2 separate regions of the Sus scrofa genome follow, and region 1 is linked to region 2. The links are chromatin contacts, called in public HiChIP or PLAC-seq maps. All regions are on one chromosome and are shown on one strand. The core of a region is the stretch at or near the end of the contact, and the rest is flanking DNA. Distances in the headings are between cores, read along the strand shown. Region 1 overlaps CPNE5 (copine-5). Region 2 overlaps LOC102161912 (a long non-coding RNA gene).

What was found. HiChIP or PLAC-seq counts read pairs in DNA pulled down with a chosen protein or histone mark.
Region 1: an H3K27ac HiChIP or PLAC-seq map of alveolar macrophages shows a contact between it and region 2. The contact joins two enhancer-like sites. A contact is called at or near these places in 1 of 5 promoter capture datasets (liver), 17 of 47 Hi-C or Micro-C datasets (alveolar macrophages, embryonic fibroblasts, epiblast stem cells and 9 more) and 1 of 2 datasets of contacts at active chromatin or transcription factors (alveolar macrophages).

Annotation. Positions count from the first base shown.
Region 1 is chr7:32,429,642-32,432,590 of Sscrofa11.1, forward strand. The region is part of intron 13 of CPNE5 (copine-5); the gene reads right to left. Among named protein-coding and RNA genes, the nearest start is that of RAB44, 59 kb to the left of the region's middle. Within about 2 kb of position 1,625, at least 2 of the 83 cell types and tissues checked have an H3K27ac peak or open chromatin away from gene starts, as enhancers often do. A contact at or near this core is called in alveolar macrophages, where this site is marked.
Region 2 is chr7:32,315,398-32,318,463 of Sscrofa11.1, forward strand. All of the region lies in intron 1 of LOC102161912 (a long non-coding RNA gene), which reads right to left. Among named protein-coding and RNA genes, the nearest start is that of SRSF3, 27 kb to the left of the region's middle. Within about 2 kb of position 1,479, at least 35 of the 83 cell types and tissues checked have an H3K27ac peak or open chromatin away from gene starts, as enhancers often do. A contact at or near this core is called in alveolar macrophages, where this site is marked.

The DNA.
Region 1 (2,949 bases), core at 375-2,874, 110 kb after region 2:
ACTTGGTTGAAGGCTTCTCAGAGGAGGTGATGTTGGAGGCAGATGCTGAGGGACAGGAAGGATTTGGGCAAGAGAGATGGAGGGAGAACATTCCAGCCAGAGGAGATACTGCAGAGGAGGTTGGGGTGTCGAGGAGCACAGAACTGGGATCCGGTTTGATTACAGAACCACAGGGCGGAGCAGTAAGCTGGGCTGGCTGGAAGAGAGCCGAGGATGCCAAGTTAAATGTCTGAACATTACCCAGCAGCCAGCAGGGAACTCTGAGAACCTCTTTCATTTATTTTAGGGCCACACCTGTGGCTTATGGAGGTTCCCAGGCTAGGGGTCTAATTGGAGCTGCAGCTGCCGGCCTACACCATAGCCACAGCAACTCGAAATCCGAGTTGTGACCTACACCACAGCTCACGACAATGCTTGATCCCCTTGAGCGAGGCCAGGGATCGAACCCACACCCTCATGGATACTAGTCGGGTTTGTTACTACCGAGCCAAAATAGGAACTCCCTCTGACAACCTCTTAAGCTAGTAGGAAACAGGATCCCAGCAGGCTCCAGGATGCTGGGACCTGGTGGAGGTCCAGGCAGAGGGGAGAAGGAGGGACATCCAAGGGCGGTGAGGGGAGGGGATTACCTGGTTCAGCCACCTAATGGCTGTGTGAACTTAGGCAATTTTTAACCTCTCTGTGCCTCAGGTTCCTCATCTGTAATATGGGAATAACAAGTACCTGCCTCATAGAAAGGTATGGGGATTAAATGGGTCAATACCAGTAAAGTGCTTAGGACAGGGTGTGGAACGTAGCAATACCATGTAAGTGTTGCTATTTCTTACTGCTGCCGCTGCTATTTCCACCACCACCAGTTCAAGTGAGAGGGAACAAGGGTCTAGAAGGTGCTGGAACAGGTACTGAGCTAGGGCAAAACAGCATTATCCAGAGGTGACCACAGGTCTTGGGCCCTGGGTGTGGCCCTGGGAGGCAGGAGAGAGGGGGAAGTCAGGAGTGACCAGGGAGACACAGAGGAAGGAAGGGCTGGTTTTTGGGCAGAGGTGAGATGTTCAGGAGAGAGGGCTGGCAAGCAGGTGGAAATCGAGAGCCTGGGGAGAGAAGCCCAGAACACCTCCTCAGAGCCACCACAGACAAGAGGGCCACCCAGATGACACAGTGCTCGCTGACATGTTCATGGCACGTCAGGAACATGCCTCGCTAGGTAGACCATTGAGATGGAGGCACGTTGCAGCCCTGATGCTACACTGTGTACCAGGTCCCTGACCTGTCCCGTGAGGGTGTGGAACTTCAGGACTGACCACGTCTCAAACTTTTACTCGGGGAAATAGCCCAAGACAGCTGAACATGGACTCCTGGGGTTCTTCTGGGTGTTGCCCAAAGATGTGGCCACAAGCACATTTCTTTGAAGTCTTCTCTGTTATCTTTAAATTAGCCTCTGTGCCACATTTCTACTCTCTAATTATAACTGTTTTAATATTAAAGCACTGTCTTGTTCTCAGATCTTCATGTGAAGCGGGCAGTGAGCAAGCATCCTGTTTGTTCTGGGGTTTCGTGAGCAACCAGGCACACACCCCCTCCCCCACGCACCAGCCTGAGCGGCTGCACCTGAAGCTCCAGGCGCGGGATCAGCGCCCCCTAGGGCCCAGCCCAGCAACCTCCAACTCCTGGGCTGGAGTTTCTCCTAAGCCTCCTCCTGCCTGTCTCCTCACATCCCTAGGATCCCCAGGGCCCTCGGGGCATGTTGGAGTCCTCCCTCCTGTGCAGTGGGGTACTGGGTGGTCAAGGCAAGGGCTGGCCCTGGATACGCCAGGGAGTGAGACATCGCCCCCACCCCTGAGGACCCCAAGGTCTTTGAGGGAGTAGAAAGTATAATAACCGGTTAACAGGTGCGGGAGTGGGGGTCGGGGGCAGACAAGCACCGAGGAGAGGCATCTGCTTCAGACTTTGGGGAACAGTGGAGGCTTCTGGGAGGAGGAGCATCAAAGGCAGTCTCTAAGGCCCAGCAGAGCCGGCCAGGTGAAGAAGAAGAGTAAAGGGGGAAGGCGGGCAGCATGGATGAAGCCAGAGACTGAGCCAGCATGGAGGTTCAGGGAGCCTCTGGACATGGGGGTAGGTAAGGGGAAGGAGTCAGACCCTAGGGGCCCCTAGAGATGTGATGTGTGCGGCTACTTATAGATGCCCAGGGTGCATGTAGACTTCAGGTAGTGGGGGCATGGCATCGTGTGAAGGATCTTGGACTCACCTCGGAGGTAAAGGGCCCTGGAGAACCTCAGCAGGGGTGGAGGCTCCCCCATGCCCTGTGTGAGCCAGGTAGGGGGTAGAGGGGGGCTGGAGGGCTGGGGTGCGGGGCGGGGGTGAGATGCACAGCCAGTGTTAAGCAGGGCAGCAGCGTGCTCCGTGACCATCCTGGAGGAGGATTCAGGTTACTGGGTGAAGGACTAAAGGATGTAGAAAGGCCATTAGGGAGCTGTTGCAAACTGCTCCCCCCAGCAGGGGTGATGGTGCCAGTGGGGGTGGATGGGAATGAAGGGGACCAAAGTCAGCATACTTAGGTGGTAGGTGGAGTAGAGTTCAGTCGTGGCATGGGTGCGGGGGAAGGGCAGGAGCATCAAGGATGCCTCCTCAGGTGCCACAGCCCTGGGGTGACAGCACAGGAGAAGGAGTCGGTGGGCCAGCAGGAGAGGAAGGCTGCGGGCACATTTAGCCAGTGCGTTCAGTTTGGGAAGGCTGTGTCTGAGGAGCAGCCCAAAACAGCTGGCTATGCGAGTCAGACACCCGGGCAGATGCCAGGGCCTGAGATGAGGGTCTCTCCTGGCAGAAGCCCGTCGTTCTCTCTTCATGCAGTTCTGACTCTAGAAAGGCCTTCCTGGGCCCAAACTATCCTCCCACGGACCAGTGCACAGCGCAAGGCCTGCCCTGGAGCTGCCAGGGTTGGTTTAATTCCCT
Region 2 (3,066 bases), core at 229-2,728:
TACTTTATTCATTTTATCTTCAAAACACCCATATAAAGTAGGTATGGTTATTATCTCTAGTCCACAGATGAGGAAGCACTGACACTGAGTGGTGGAGGCAGAATTCAAACCCAGGGCCCATGCTCTGACCATGACACTCTGCGACCCTCAGTGAGAAAGGGTGAGAAGTCAGGTTGCTGGGTAACATGGGCTGGTCCAGAGGGCAGCAAATGTTGGACAAGGGGACCCAGTGCCTTTATAAGATTAAACTGGGGGCATGTGGTTGGAAAGATTTGGGAGTTCGGGGGGAAATGCAGCCCCCTGGCCTCATTGAAGAGGTGGGAGAAGAGTGAAGAGAAAGAAGATTAAGTACATAGGGCTTGGAATATTCCTTAGGCCATACCTTCTCTGGAATTAATGAACTTGGTATAAATTGTTCCCTCCCCATCTAAGAGGCCACCAGTTCACTGTGGATTATTATTTGTATTATTATTAATTGCAATTCATGAGGGGTGAAGAGGCCTTTCTGGTGGGTCAAGCCCTGAGCCAAAAACAAGGCGGCTCAAAGGGTCTCCCAGACTTGGCCAGAAGACAACGATGCTTTGCGCAGCATCCAGCCTCAGGCCCTCTCTCCAAACTCCCTCAAACCCAGTGTTCAGGTGAGCCACAGCCCCACCCCCATTCTCTCCCATCCCCTGCTCTGCAGGTCCCTTCACATTTCTTCATCAGAAATCCCAATGCCAGCCCCTCTTGGTGGCCAGCTTGCAGCTCCCTGTGCACGGCTGGAGCCACACTTTTGTGTGGGTGGTACCACTGCTTTTGCCTCCCTGTCTGCCAACCACTGCCATGCCTGCTCCAGACACTTAGAAGCACAAGCCAGATCCTTGTTTCAACCTTTTCCAGTTTTCATCCATGTTTCCTGAACGGATATAAAATTTCATTCTGGTTTAGGTAAGAGCAGCCAACTTTATTTTGGCTGCCACCACCCGCTGCTGCCAGTGCAGCCTCTTGGAGTGCCCCTCCCTGCACCTGCATGCACACCCTCTTGGCTGCATAGTTTGGCCAAGCCTTCTCCTTCCTGGATTCTGCCTCGGGGAAAGGCCCTGATCACTGGAATCCCACAGAGGCCTAGTCCTCAGACACATGCCCCCACTTTGCGTCCCCTCCCCCTCCCCTCCCCATCTTAGCTCCACTCTGACCCTCAAAATGCCACTTGACTTCATGCATATACACTTTCCAGGGGTCACGTATTCCCGTGAGTTGGCAACAGTGTTAAGAGCGAATTTCCAGATTGCCCTTTAAGAGTGTCTTCAGTCAGGCTCAGCCCTTGAGGGCTGGGGATTCCTGCCTGGGAATTTTTCCAATATTCTGCCAGCTGTTTCTTCTCTTTCTGTGGTTTTATTATTTTTCTTTCTGTTCCAACTCCTCCTTTCGCTTTCAGTATGGCAGCTCAGGCCAAATGGTGGTAGAGGGTGGGGACCTGGCATTTGCTGAGGTAGGAGCTGTGGCCATGGTCATCTGTGCCAAGGGAGGGGATGTGATGAAGGAGGAAACGGGAGTGGAACAGAGGAAATGAGACCAGCAGCAGGGTGGCCTCTTGTTTTTCTGGTGATCTTCACGTCATTCAGCTCTGGGCATACGGCCTTGTCTCTTCCTGGCCCCTGTGAAAACTGCACATTTGCTACTTGGGAGGGTGACACATTAACCCAGTAACACCAATCCACTTGTCAGATGTGCTAGCTATTGCCTAACAGAGCAGAGACCAAGAAGAAGGGCACACGGAAAAGATAAGCTGTGAAGAAGAGTATGGGAAGGGTTGGGCACGTGGAGCACGTGTTTGGGGAGGTGCTGTGGCACTTCTGAGCAGGAAGAGGGTGCCAGATACCCCAGGTATTGGGTAAAATGGATGAACCTCTTTCACTACGTAATTAAGCTCCCAGAGGGTGGGTAGGGTGAGTAGGGTCCTTTGGTAAGGTCATTTCCCTAGTGTGATGCTGGCATCACAGCATTTGCTTGGGTTACTGGGTCTACAGAGTGGGTCTCCTGGAAAACTTCCTGATGGGACAGCCACTGGTCTCTACCTTTAGATAGAGATTAAATCCAGCAGCATGTAACAGAAAAGTAAAATAAGTGGCTTAAACCACAGAATGCTTTACTTGTCTTTCACATGTGTACAAGAATTGTGGAGACAGAGAGTCTTGAGCATTTTAAAAACAATACTTAAAGGAACTGAGACATCCAGGTACCCCTCACCTTCCTGACTCTACCTCAGGGACTTTTCCCAAGCAGGCAGCTCATCCTGTGTAGATTTTTTTCTTCTTATTTTTAAGGCCTTACCGAGGCATATGGAAATTCCCAGGCTAGGGGTTGAATTGGAGCTACAGCTGCTGGTCTAGGCCACAGCCACAGCAATGCAGGATCCAAGCCGTGTCTGCAACCTACACCACAACTCATGGCAGCACCAGATCCCTGACTCACTGAGTAAGGCCAGGGATCCAACCCTCATGCTCATGGATACCAGTCGGATTCATTTCTGCTGTGCCCCAGTAGGAATTCCCATCATTCTGTGTAGAGCTTGATTAATGTGCCCTGCATGGGCTTCCTTCCCTCCCTGCCTCATGGCTTCAGGGTCCCATGTGCTTCCTCGGCTCATCTCCCAAATTGTTATCAGGGGGACTCCCCAGCCAAGACACTAGTATTAGTGAGCACTTACTGCATTCAACATTTTATCTCATTTCTTCCTCAATCCTGTCTGGTGGGATGCCATTATTAAGCCCCATTCTAGAGTAAGGCTATAATGTGCTCAAGGGCACCCACCATTAGAGCCAAGACTCAAAAAAAGCTGATCATTTTGTGATATTTCCTTGGGATGTATTCCTAGACCTGAACCCCCAGGTCAGATCATGCATCTTTTCAGGCTTTTACTTGTTATGCTAAATGGCCCCTGGGTAAAGTCAAGCCTACTGCCCCTCCCTACCAGCCGTGTGGACTCACATCCTCATGGTCAAGGGCTCCTAGCGCCTGTGAGACCATTCCTCCAAAATACGTATTTTTTGAGTTCCCTGGTGGAACAGTGGGTTAAGGATC